Regions from separate parts of the Sus scrofa genome. Here region 2 is linked to region 1. The links are chromatin contacts, called in public HiChIP or PLAC-seq maps. All regions are on one chromosome and are shown on one strand. The core of a region is the stretch at or near the end of the contact, and the rest is flanking DNA. Distances in the headings are between cores, read along the strand shown. Region 1 overlaps BAZ2A (bromodomain adjacent to zinc finger domain protein 2A). Region 2 holds the start of BAZ2A (bromodomain adjacent to zinc finger domain protein 2A).

Region 1 (6,306 bases), core at 1,890-4,389:
TAGTTTTACATTATTGGGTGAGAGAAAATCTGAAAAGGATGAGGGAGGGAAAAGGAAAAATTGAGAGAAAGAAAGAAGCAGGGGAGGGACTGAACATGGAAGCAGCATGTTCAGGGCCCGGTGTCCGGCTCGACACACTTGGGAGTTAAGTCCACTTTACTGGCCGTCACTGCGGGTCCACACACAGTACAGAGTGTTTCTCGGTTTCACACATTCACTAGAACTATTGCTATTGTTAAATAGCCCCAGAATGCTGGGGCACGTACAGGGAAGGTGAGGAAGCTGAGAGGAGGAAGGAGGGACTTCTTTCTTCCTCCTCTTTTTAAATTAGGAAATAAAACAAATTATTTTTTCTTTTTTTTGGCTTTCAGTCCAGAAGGACCTCATCTCTGCCCCTCGTATTTGAGGAACAAGAGGAGGAAAGGGATAAAGGGGTGGAGGGATAAGATGTAGAGCGCTGCCAAGGGTAGGGTCAAAAACCAGGGTTCTACCTCTGACTTGAGTCTGGACCCAGGGCAGCATCATCAGGTGAGAATGGCAGGGTTGGTTTGTTTGGGGGCAGGGGGTGATGCCACAAGGTGACACCCACCTCCCTTGCCTCACAGCTTGGCCTGTTTTCCCTGATAAAATTCCTCCCAGCGGCTCTCAAAGAAGCGGCGCATGATATGCCCAGCTTTGCCCACTTCAGAGTCATCCTCGTTGAAGGTCTGGCAGTTGTCAAAGACTAGGAGTGCATCAGCCGCAAACTCCTCTGAGCTGGTGTACCTGGGCAGGGGTAGAGGCAGATCTGTGAGTTAGGGACAAGTCATGGCAGTGACAGAAGAGCCGAGAGGTTGCTGATGTCTACTTACCCTCCCCGCAGCAGCCGCTCGCGCATGGTGGAAAAATCCATAGGGTTTTTGATGATGCGCCGGTACCCACTCACCAATCGTGGGTTCACAGGCTCCAGGAAAGGCCAGGCTGCATCATGGGACTCCATCTCCATCAAGATGATCCTGTTAGGAGAGAGCCAGTGAGGACTGCATTACAGGAAGCGGTCACACTGGACCCTCCACATGGACTGGACCCTGGCAAAGGTAAAGCCAGTGGTTCCCAGAAATCACTCAACTCACTCGCAAAATGTGAGATCACTGTGGTGGTTCCGCATGGAGAGTCGCCGCCGCTTAGCGGGGGAGAGCCCTTCTTCTGAGTACCGAGGCACTGCTGGGCTTTCTCGGCCCCTTGACAGTAGTCGGCGCCGGCGGCCGTCACCCTCTGGGAAGGTCAGCATATAACTACTCTTCCGCTTTTGGCCTCGTTTTGGGAAACCAGGCTTTTGAGTCAATTCTCCCTCTACCTGCTGAGGATAAGAAAAAGGTGAGATCGGCAACAGGTGGAGATGTACTCGGCTTGCCCTCCACTTTATTACAATCACTTATCTAAGTGATTCAGGCTTCAAGATATTTTCATGCATAAAAGCCACCTATGAATTTATTCACATAACCCAGTAAAATGGGTAAAAGGGAAAATGCAACCATTCCCATGTTACAGAGGAAAGCAAGTGAGGTTATAGTCTCCTAGCAGTTAGACTGGAGCCCTTTCGCAGGAGAGACTGAAGGCATGGTAAGAAGCGTTAGCTGTAGGACTGGTGGTAAATGGGCTAAGAAAGAAAATCTCTGTCTTGTGCTTGGGAGTGGACTGAGAGAGCAGAAGGCTTACCTGGGACAAACAGACAGCACAGAACCAGTCTCCTTCTGGGACAGCCTCCATCTTGGGCCGATGACAGTAAATATGGCAGCCACGGTCACATCCATCACAAAGTAGAAGAAACTCATCATTGTCACCCTTCCGGCAGACTAGACAGGTCTAGACCAAGGTTGGGAGGAGGCCAAGTGAGCCCTCAAGTCTCTGCCTGCCAGTGACCCCACCCTCCCCAGCTGGCTGTCTCCTCAGGCTCCCCAGGCCTCTTACCACTTTGTTGACGGACTTCTCCCAGGCAATGGACCTCTCCAGCTGGGCCAGGCACAAGCACACCTGGGCCGCACTACGGCACCGCTCTAGCGTTTGGCGCCAGGCTCGAATGCGAGGGGTGATCTCATATGATCTGGTGGGGAAAAGTGGTGATTTTTCTGGATGAGGAGCAGGATCCATTAAATTTACTCCTTCTCCCTAAGACCCGGAACGGGGACTGGCGGCACTCACATCTCTGTAGTGGTACACTGGGGGGCACCACTGGGCGTGCTGAGCAGGGCCTTCTCCAGCACAACCTCATGAGCTGGCCAGAGGGGCTCCCGCAGGTACCGCCGCTCTACGTTCTGCTCCAGGGCAGCGAGTCGCATCACTGCCAGGTCCAGGGGGTTGGTGGTTTTACGCTGGGGTGCCAGTCCTTCCTTGCCTCGACCTCGCCAGGTGATGTCTTCCTGGTAGTCGGGTAGATGCTCACAGTAGGCCAGGTCTTCACGAATAGAGTCTGGGCTGGGACATGTCCAGCCCTGCAGATGGAAGAGAGAATAAAACTCATTATAAAGGAAGAACATTAAGCATAGGAAAAAATGTGACCCATTTAGGGTCACAGGAGGTCACCTGTGGAGTGGGAATCCCAGGTTTTTCCTAATAGGGTAAAGAGATTAACACACTCTCCTCAACAACCCCCTACCCAGTGCCAGCCCTAGTGTACCCGAATCTGCAGATCAGACAGGATAACCCGCTGTTCCAGTTCCTCTACCCACTGAAGCACAGCTAGGTCTGTTTCATATGTCTTCTCTTTGGGGGACCAGCTCATGATCCCTTCTTGAAAGGCAGGTAGCTGACTAGGCTCAAAGATGGGGTCTGAGAGACAAAAGGCAAAGGGAAATTTCAGGCTGTTCATTGTCCACAGTAGCAGCTTTTTAGCTCAGGCTGTCAGAAATTTATCTTACCAGTGGAGGGCCGTAGGCAGACTTCTTGTAAGAAGTCCCTGTGCTTGTTCAGGTGTTTGTGAAGTGCCTTCTCTCGGATGCCTCGGGGGTGCAGGGCCTTGAGCGTAGCATCCAATGTCTCAGGATCTCGGATCCACCACCAGCCAGAGTGCATCTCTGTGAACACGGTTTATGTGTGTAGGGCAGGGAGTGCAAACCAGCTATGAGTCACACAGCCCGTATCTGATGCCACTTCCTCTATCAATCACCCCATTCCAACCCAAGGTCACTCACCGGAGGGGACAGGCTGAGCTGTCAGCTGGGTTAGGTAACGCTGCTCCATCTGTTTGAAGAACTTACTAGGGGGTCTCCCTCTCCGTTTTGGCTGTCCCAGCCCTGTGTGGCTCTGTGGTATTTCTCCAGGGTCCCCCATTCGCCTTTTTGGAGTCACACCCGGCAAGGGAGTGGAACAGAGCTGTACTGGATTATGGGAGTTGGCAGCACTGGGTCTATTCACCTGTGAATGAGATGAAACATAAGATGAGGGTGTTTTCATGTTTAAAGGACCCCAATGGCCCCATTCCTTCCCCCAACTTCAGCAACAGTCCACAGCCAGGTGGCAACAAAGCCTGTGGCAACATGAAGACAAGTGCACACCACTAATTCTGGCTACTTACTGGCTTGGAGAAGGCAGGAAGCTGAGGGGAAGGAGTGGGCTGGTCCTCAGAAACTGCAGGGGGTGGTGTAGGGGCAGCATTGCATGGAATCTGGGTTGAGAAGCTAAACCAGGGAGCTTGAGTGTCAGGACTGGCTTCTGCCTCATCAGGTTCTGGCTCCTCTGGGGGCTGTGATGGGGTCGGGTCCAGTTTTCCAGGGCTGCTATCAGGTGTGAGGACTGAGCTGCTGAGCAGGGAGCCATGGCTCTGAGTCTGGCTCAGCCAAGACAGGAAGGCTGACTGGCTGAGGTCATGCTGGCTCTGACCCAGAACCAGAGGGGAGCCTTCAGGCTCCAGGAACCCATTATGAGAGTGAGGATGGGACAGGGGCTGGGGTTGGGGCTGGGGCTGCAGATGAGCCTGAAACTGAGGATGGAGCTGAGTCTCAGGCTGAAGCTGGGCCTGAGGTGGTTCTGAACCTTGACCCTTAGCAGGAGATTTCAGGTGCCTAGGTTGCATAGACCCAGGTTTAGTTTTCCGAGGCCGGCCTCGGGCCCGGGCAGGAGAACTGGCAGAGGTACTGGAGCCAGTTAACTCCCTCTTCAGAGAGAAGGGGGCTGGGCTGGGTGATGAATGGGTTGCCACTTTTAAGGAGTCAGTTTCCTGCTTTATCACATCCTCAGGAACTGTAAAGAAAAGTGAAAAGCATAAGACATACACTGATATATAAGGAGGAAAGAGAGAATACAAACACAGGACATACACTTTCTTTTCCTCTTGGACTTGATTCCCCCACCTTTTGAGATTCCACTGGGAAAGCTTACATGCCAGTGAACATACTATCTGGTAAAGAAACACTATCTTCCAGGTAATCATCATCAGCATAATCATAAGCTAACATTTATTGACAACTAGCTATATATTAAGCATTATTCTAAGAGCATCAACTCATTTTAATCCTCTCAACAGCCCTACAATGTATACATACTACTATTAACTCCATTTTACAAATGAAAAGACTGATGCATAGAGCTGGTAAAAGGCAGAGCAGGCAGACAGGCAGTCTTATTCCAGAGCCTGTGCTCTTAACCACTATGCTACTAAGTCTCATAAAGTCAAAGTAGCCTAGGATGACCAGGCAGAGGAAAAGGAATTAACTTTTGTTAGGGCTCAATTCAGGGTCCCATGACACACCTACCTAAGCTCCCTTCTGTTCCTTCCACAAAGATACCAGTCAAATAGGGCAGCACCCAGTAGCGGCGTCTGTAGCGGTCTTGGCCCAAGGAGACTGCCCGAAGCATCTGGGATGAGTGAAGCAGCTTTTTGCGAAAGAAGAGCTGACGCTGGGTAGGCAGTGGAAAAGGAAGATAATGAAAAACACACTTCCAGGAGTTCGGTTGTGGCACAGCGGTAACGAACTCGACTAGTATCCATAAGGACGCAGGTCTGATCTCTGGCCTGGCTCAGCGAGTTAATAATGATCCAGCATTGCTGTGAGATGTGGTGTAGGTCGCAGACACAGCTCAGATCTGGCATGGCTGTGGCTGCAGCATAGGCCAGCAGCCGCAGCTATGATTCAACCCCTAGCCTAGGAACTTCCACTTCCATATGCCACTGGTATGGCCCTAAAAAGAAAAAGGAAAACAAAAAACAAAAAATACTTCCAGGGTGACAGTGGTGACTTTGTCCAGTATATGGGAAAAGAGCAGTGACCCTCAGCTTCCATAGAGAATTGCTATCATCTAGGCCCAGCTCATAAACTGATAAAGTCTCACCCAGCCCCTATCTCCAGCTCCTGGGAAGCTAAAAGCACAATACCTTGCTGAGTTTTTCTATCTGGCGCTCTAGTTCTGGGATGCTAGATGTTGTGATATCAACCTGGAGAAACAAGTGGATACCAAGAAAAAGGTAACCATCAGATTCTAGAAAAAGAAATAATCTGTCTCCCAACTCCCACCAGCTCCCACTTTCCTTGGTCTGGGCACGTACCTCTCCATCTCTACGACCCCTACGGCCATGGACGGCAGCTGCAGTCTCCTCCTCTTCTTCCTCTTCCATGCCACTGGTCTCCTCCATGATGCGAGAACTGCGCCTCCGCCCCAGGCCTTCCTCTGGCCCCTGCAGCTCTATCTCAGGTCGCCCAGTTCTCTTGGCCAGAGCAGTTTTCAGTCTTGAGATAGACAGATGACAAGAAACTGTGGTGAGGAACATGATGCTGCCACAAAAGGAACACCTCAAATCTAAGCCATCCTGAACCCTGGGGTAAGTTCCCAACCCCAGGAGAAGCGCTGAGGACTTTGAGTTCCAAGCAAAAGTCCAGGCTATGCTTTCCCCTTTACCCCTTCTCTCCTCTCCCTGGGCCCTACCCTCTTGTCCCACCCCTACCTTCGGAGCCGGCCTTCAACAATCCACTTGTTTTTCCTGTAGCTGGACATATTCTCCAGAGTCTTGTCAATCTCACTGCAGGGGAAGAGGGAATGGCATATTGAGGGAGAGGTGGCAACACACACACAAAAGAAGGGAGGCTCAAGGATAAAGGGAGTTTCATCCTAGAGCCTAGGATAAAAGAATGGCAGAGGTTTAGGCTCTCCCAGGGAAGAAATGAGATTCAGTCCCAAGTCACGCCAGCATGTCTAGAGCATGGCACTGGACACACATCACCCATGGCTAAACCCCTCCCCGCTCCCATTCCAATCAAGGGACACAATAACCACCCCCACCCCAGCCCCTCACTTGATGATGAGGGTAGAGCCGTTGAGCTCATGCACAAGGAA
Region 2 (6,306 bases), core at 2,389-4,888, 44 kb after region 1:
GCAGGGGAGGAGCCTGCGCCAGTCAGACGGGTGTAGCCACGCCCCTTCCCCCACCACCACACACCCACACACACCCACCCGCTGGCTCCACTCCGCTCCGGAAGAGCCGGTTACTCCTGTGCCCCACTGACTGCCCCCACCCCTTCCGAGCCCCAGGCCTAGTCTCCAGGGCAACCCCTAGGACTACCCCAGCCAGGAGCTGCTAAAAAGAGGGATGTTGGATAGGAGAGGGCCACCTGGGATTAGAAAAGAAAATGGGGCAGGATCCATTCTATCCTATCTGGTGCAAAAAGATTACAATCACCTTCCTCCTTGAATGAGATCTCCCATCCCATCTAATCAGGGGTCTTCCCTGCTTTTTGAGGAAAGTTGAGGGTGGGGTGTCAGTATGCCAACAGCTGGGTGTTTACTTCCTGCCAGAAGCCACCCCAGCAGCAGCTGTACCTCTCCCCCATCCAGACGACAGAGGGCAGACTGACCCACCCCCTATGTCCCAAACATTCCTCAATCCCATCAGATGTGGCCAATCAACCACCTCATCTCCCTTTAGGAAGCTACTAGAAAGAGGAAGGGGCAAATAGTCATTTTTTTCAGCAACTTGTGAGAGGGGTACCTAGGGAATACGCTGAACCTCTCTCAAGCCAGGCCAGTGGGTGGGTAATAAAGAGAATAGGGAGGGAGAAATTAGCACCTGCTCCCCCTTTCTCACCCTTCCTGTGTTCCTGCTGCACCACCCTGACTCTGGGGTCAGCTGCCACAGTGTGGTGTAGCCAGATGGCTGGGACTGGGAGGGGGAAGAGACAGAAAGGGAGAGACAGGGGATTCGTTTGCATCCCTCTGCTCCCTCCCTCTCCTGGTCCAGGTACTCCTGGAATTCAACTCCAAACACCACTGCTGACCACCCTCTCCTCCCCCCAGCTCCCTCCCAGCCTGTGAAACATGACTCAGAAGTCTGAAGCAAATTCAAACACCCTGTCCCCTCATTCTGGAGTGTCTGATGTTGGAGGTAGTGAGGAATGACAGCACAAGAAGAAAAGGGGCAGAGCCATGGTCTTAGCTGGACTTGGAGGGAGGGGGATAATTATTAAAGACCTCCCTTGCCCTCAATGGCTGAAGGGTTCTTGGTGTTAAGAGGTTCTAGTTGGAAGATGGTCCTCAACCCTGTGACCATTCCAACTTGTCCCCCTTCCCTCTCAGTTTGATGCAAAACAGTCTCCTTCCCTTCTGTATTTTGGGGAGGCCAGATTCTCTTATAACACAGAAGGACCATAATCTGTACTCTTCTCTCCAAAATGGTATATGTCCCATTCCCCCCACTTCCCCATGCAGCAGTCTCCTTTCATATCCTCCATGGTGGTCTCAAGGAGAGGACAGTGAAAACCCTAATTTCCTTAGGACTCCTTTTGCAACTGAATAAAGAAGGCTGGGTTTCCCAGGCCTTCGCCCACCACCCCAACACCCTTAGAGACTTAGCCCTAGCCCCTAACCCAGTATCCCCCAAAAGCCCCTTAAGCCCAGAATCACAAGATTCTGGGTGCAACCCCACCTCCATTCTCTGACTCTGGGGCAGGAACATTCCTAGGTTGGGCAGGCCTGCCCCAAGTCCAAGAGAGCCTTTCCCACCTGAGCTATTTGACGGGGTGCTGCGGTCGGGCACCCCTAAAGTCCTAAAGATGGGGTGGGATGAGGGCTACAGAAAAGCTTCAGATGGGAGTTAGTTGAACTTGAAGGGCTCAGCGGAGCCGGGCCTGAAAGTGACTCCACTCTATAACCCCCCCACCCCCCTCCTTTAATACAGGGACGGAAAGGAGTTAGGGTGGCGGTTATTCCCCCTCCCATTGGAGGTTAGGATGGCGTGGGAAAGCGATGGTTCCAGAGGGAGGAGGAGAAACCCAGACCGCGGGAGATTTTTCTGGCGAGGAAGACGCGGGGGAGGGGGAGATCCTAGGTCCAGAGTAGGAGGGGTACCCTGGAGAGATTGGCCGAGAGGCGTGAGAAGCCTCCGGATTCCGGTCGCAGAGGACAGGAGAGAAATGGGTGAGTAGATAGTGCGGGGGAGAGAGGAAGGGCAGCTCCCGCAGGGGGAGGGTCAGATCCTGCGTCCAGGGCAGCGGGGATCCCGGGGAAGGGGACCGCAGGGGCGGCCCGCCCAGGGACTCCAGGACCGGTCGTAGGTGCCAGGCCTCACCTGGAGCAGGGCCGGGCGGCGGCGGCGGCGGCGGCGGCGCAGGTGGCCGAGCCGGGCGGCGGCGGCGCCTCCTCCCCCAGCCCTGGGCCGGCCGCGGCGGAGCGGGAGGTGGGGGGGGAGCACTTAAAGGGGCAGGAGCTACTGGGGTAAGGACGAACGCTCCGATAGGGCTGTCGCGAAGAATCCTCTGGGGGAGGGGACGCTGGTGGCGTCTCCTAGGGGCCAGAACCAGGAAGGATCCCAGATGGAGGAAGAGAACAGATCCCAGGAAGAAGAGACAGAAACTTGGGTGGTGAAGTGGGGGAGGGTGGTGGGTCCGAACTGGAGGACTTGGGAGAGCTCCGCCTGCGCTCCGGGGGCACTGGCAAAGATCTCTTCACAAAGGAGGGCATGAAAGACAGTGAGAGTCACAAGGACTCCCGAGGAGTGAAGGTGCCAAAGAGGGAACTCGAGGCCGAGCCTGCTGGGGGTAACAGCGGCCCTACCAGGTGCACAGGTTCCCTGTTTCAGCTCCTCACCGACCCAATCTCTTCAGCGGTGGAAAGACACAGCCTCTTTCCTCAAGCTCGGCCCAAGTTTAAAAGTCTCTGGAATCAGGAAGCCACGAGAGCAAAGACCTCCTAGGCCTCCTAGGCCTTTCAATGTCAGTCCTCCCTCTCTGAGTCTTCTCAGTGACTGGAGCAAGGGGGACCGCCAACAGCAGCCCTAGTGAGGCTGATGTAGAACTGTGAGAATTGTGCTTTCTGAATTCTAGTTCAGCTTTCCCCCAACCACCACCACCCTTGCAGCAACCTCTGGGGCAACAGGAAGCAGCTGCTCAGTGCAGCCCCCACCTGGTGGTGGGTCAGGGTGGGGGAGGAAAGAAGACAGGGACTTAAAAAGCCCAGGAGAAAATGGGGGAAGATACACCTTTAAAAAATCTTCCAATGAGACCAAAAGTAGGCTTTACTTTTTTTAGGGGGGAGCAGCAGTGAGTGTAAAATAGTGGGAGGCTCAAGGAGCTGGGGAAATGGGGGTGAGGTGGGAAAGCCCCCACCTAAGGTGCAGTCTCAGGTTCTTCCCTGGAGCTGGAGCTTTCCAACGTTCGTGGTCGGCAGCCTCATCAGCTGAGCCCTGTGCCCCTATAGTCTGGCGTCTCCTCCTTCACCCCTCAAAAGAGCAAAGGTTAGGCCCCACCCCTGCTGAGTCAGCCAGGGAGGGAGGTAGGCATCCCTCAGGCCTTCCCCGAGGGGGGCCGGTCTTCATACTTACCCATGTCAGGCTGGCTGGGCTTCAGGGCTGGGACCACCTAGCTCCTCACCGTCCTTGATTCCCCCTTCACGTGAAGGCTGGTGTTAGATCCTCCCAAACTGTGAGCTGGGAACCAGCACGAATCAAAAAGCCAATGTATGCTTCCTGCGAACCACAGCCTGAACTGCTGTAGGGTGATGTCCCTGTGTGACAGACTGGGGTGGGGAGGGAGGAGGGAAGGGCGGGGCTTTCTCTGGGTGGAGAGGGAGGAGGCGGTGAGGACGGGGCAGAACCAGGAGAAATATGGAGGAAGGTTAGATCTGTGTTGACACTCCAGTGGCATGCTACAAGAAGAGACCGATGAAGGAGGAAGGAAATAAACAGTTGCAGGTAGTGAGAGGAAGAAGTTTCTGGATGAATGCTGAGAGATGTAAATGTGGGGGTGGAGGGATAGAAATGACCTTTAGGGTCGTAGTTCCCAGGTCTGCATCTGGATAACAAGGGAAAGTGGAGCAAAAAGGGCCGGCCCTGGGGGCTCCTGCACCAGCTTCTTACCCCACTTCAGTCTTGACCCAGAGGATGTGTGCCCCCACCCCATAACTCAGCATTTCCCCAAATTCAGGATTTTCTGGGAGCAAACTACCAGGCACAGGCAGCTCAGGGGCTCCACCTTCCGTCCAGATCACGACACAGAAGAGACTGGTGCCAAGGACGTCATAGGCAGATGGGAGGAAACTTATAGAGGCCCCTACTCCACCCCTGGCTCCTCTCCCAAGGCCCCTCCCCAACCTTCAGCCCCCGGGGGCCTCTGAATTGGGATGTTTGTCCTACCCGGCTCCTAATCAACTTGAATGCCTCAGGGTGGAGCTTATAGATTCAGGCTCCTCCTCAGGACAAAAGCCCCAGCCGGTTTGTAAACAGTCATTAGCTAAGAACCACATCCCTGCAAATGGCCTTCAAGGATTTCAAAATGGTGAGATGAGAGTTTGTGCAGAGCCTCTAGCCCTACCACCAGAGGGCAGGATATGGGTCTGGGCCCAGAAAATATTTCAGGAGCACCAAATCCGACCTAGTACTTGTTTGAAACTGGGTGTGCCTTTGAGTAATTCTTATAATCCTGCACCTTTCGGTTGGCTAAAGTGAAGGGGCAATTGTCTAATTCCACTATTTAGCTGAGAAACCCCAAGCCCAGCAACCCTGCAAATTACTATTCCTCTGTAACAGATTTCAATTTTTAGGGATCTTAGAATAGGGCTAATGGCACTTTAAACCCTGCACTGCCTCAAGGAACCACATACAAGTCTTGCCCAAAATACATGATGAAAAAAAACAAAACCGTGGCAATGGTGGGGCGGTGGTGGGTTGACTCAAATTTTGCACAGATCAGTATTAATCCTTCAAAACACTGATTAACCCCTTACTTCTCTTAGAGTAGCACTTATTTTTAAACCACCCAACCCACTTTTCCCAGTGTGCTTTTCTGAAAAAAACCTTTTTATTTAGCATAGAGTTTTGGGCCAGGGATCAGATCTGAGCTAGTCTCAGCTGTAGCAACACAGGATTCTTTAACCCACTGTGCTGGGCTAGGATCAAACCTGCATCCCAAGGTTCCAGAGATGCCACCACAGCAGGATGTCCCCTTTTGCTTTTTTAATCAAATAAGGTGCTAAATAGAATACTGAAGAGCCAAAAAATTGATTTGCCATGAACAACATAAAAGGCCAAAGTTGAGACCCTACTAGTAAGATCACATCATCCACAGGAAACTCCTCACAAGACTCATGCTAGTTTATTAATCCGAACTAGCAGCTTTTCTTTTTTTGATGACCCCATTTCAAACGTATATGGCCCATTTCATGCTGTTTCTTGTGACTATTCTAAAATTGCTAAAAACCTCAGTGTTGGCTTTGTTTTTAGGACCAAGAACAACAGACAGATGATGAGGGATGTACATTTTATTGGAAACCTTAAATACTCTTCAGACAGAATACAATGTCTTCAATCAAGGCTCTCATGGCCTACAGGGAAAACTGCATTTTGGATGAGGGGCAAGAGAGGGCCACAAAGAGGATGAGTACTTAGTTTGCCAAAAGGACTCCCTCATGAGTGCTCTTCAGCCAGTTTATCAGCTTTTGCCACAGCTTCTTCAATGGGTCCCACCATATAGAAAGCCTGTTCTGGGAGATGGTCATATTCACCTATATGGAAAAAAATGCCAACTGGTGAGAAGTGGAAGAATATCAATTTTCTGCAGTGGGTACCTCACCACTTGACGCCATTATTCAGAATATGAAATCATATCATCTTAAAAATCTTTTACTTTGCTTTTTATGGCTACATGTGCAGCACATGAAGTTCCCAGGCTAGGGGTTTAATCAGAGCTGCAACTGCCAGCGTACACCACAACCACAGCAATGGATTATCTGAGCAGAGTCTTCGACATACACCACAGCTCATGCCAACACCGGATCCCTTAACCCACTGAGTGAGGCCAGGGATAGAACCCCCATCCTCATGGATACAGGTTCATAACCATGAGCCACAAAGGGAACTCCCAATTAGAAATCTTTTCTGGGAGTTCCCGTTGTGGCATGGTGGAAACAATTCCAACTAGGAACCACGAGGCTGTGGGTTCGATCCCTGACCTCGCTCAGCGGGTTAAGGATTCAGTACTGCCGTGAGCTGTGATGTAGGTCACAGATGCAGCTCTGATTTGGCATTGCTATGACTCTAGTGTAGGCTGGCAGCGATAACTTTGATTAGACCCCTAGCCTAGGAACCTCTATGTGCTGTGGGTGTAGCCCTAAAAAAAAAAAAAAAAAAAAAAAAAAAAAAAAAAAAAAAAAAAAAGAAAAGAAAAGAAAAAAGAATTCTTTTCTTAACAAACT

Evidence for each region. HiChIP or PLAC-seq counts read pairs in DNA pulled down with a chosen protein or histone mark.
Region 2: an H3K27ac HiChIP or PLAC-seq map of alveolar macrophages shows a contact between it and region 1. The contact joins the promoter of BAZ2A here to the enhancer-like site in region 1. A contact is called at or near these places in 1 of 5 promoter capture datasets (liver), 9 of 47 Hi-C or Micro-C datasets (alveolar macrophages, embryonic fibroblasts, epiblast stem cells and 4 more) and 2 of 2 datasets of contacts at active chromatin or transcription factors (alveolar macrophages and skeletal muscle).

The regions. Positions count from the first base shown.
Region 1 is chr5:21,935,907-21,942,212 of Sscrofa11.1, forward strand. It overlaps BAZ2A (bromodomain adjacent to zinc finger domain protein 2A), which reads right to left. Exons shown (of 29, transcript XM_001927752.7): 15 at 6,266-6,306; 16 at 5,918-5,992; 17 at 5,522-5,702; 18 at 5,351-5,410; 19 at 4,731-4,875; 20 at 3,554-4,218; 21 at 3,171-3,393; 22 at 2,898-3,053; 23 at 2,657-2,808; 24 at 2,182-2,471; 25 at 1,951-2,083; 26 at 1,699-1,845; 27 at 1,113-1,339; 28 at 852-995; 1 more. The coding sequence ends at 600. Among named protein-coding and RNA genes, the nearest start is that of BAZ2A, 44 kb to the right of the region's middle. Within about 2 kb of position 3,140, at least 4 of the 83 cell types and tissues checked have an H3K27ac peak or open chromatin away from gene starts, as enhancers often do. A contact at or near this core is called in alveolar macrophages, where this site is marked.
Region 2 is chr5:21,979,395-21,985,700 of Sscrofa11.1, forward strand. It overlaps BAZ2A (bromodomain adjacent to zinc finger domain protein 2A), which reads right to left and starts at 3,639. Exons shown (of 29, transcript XM_001927752.7): 1 at 3,440-3,639. The coding sequence starts at 3,443. ATP5B (ATP synthase subunit beta, mitochondrial) reads right to left here. Exons shown (of 10, transcript XM_001929410.5): 10 at 5,356-5,616. The coding sequence ends at 5,519.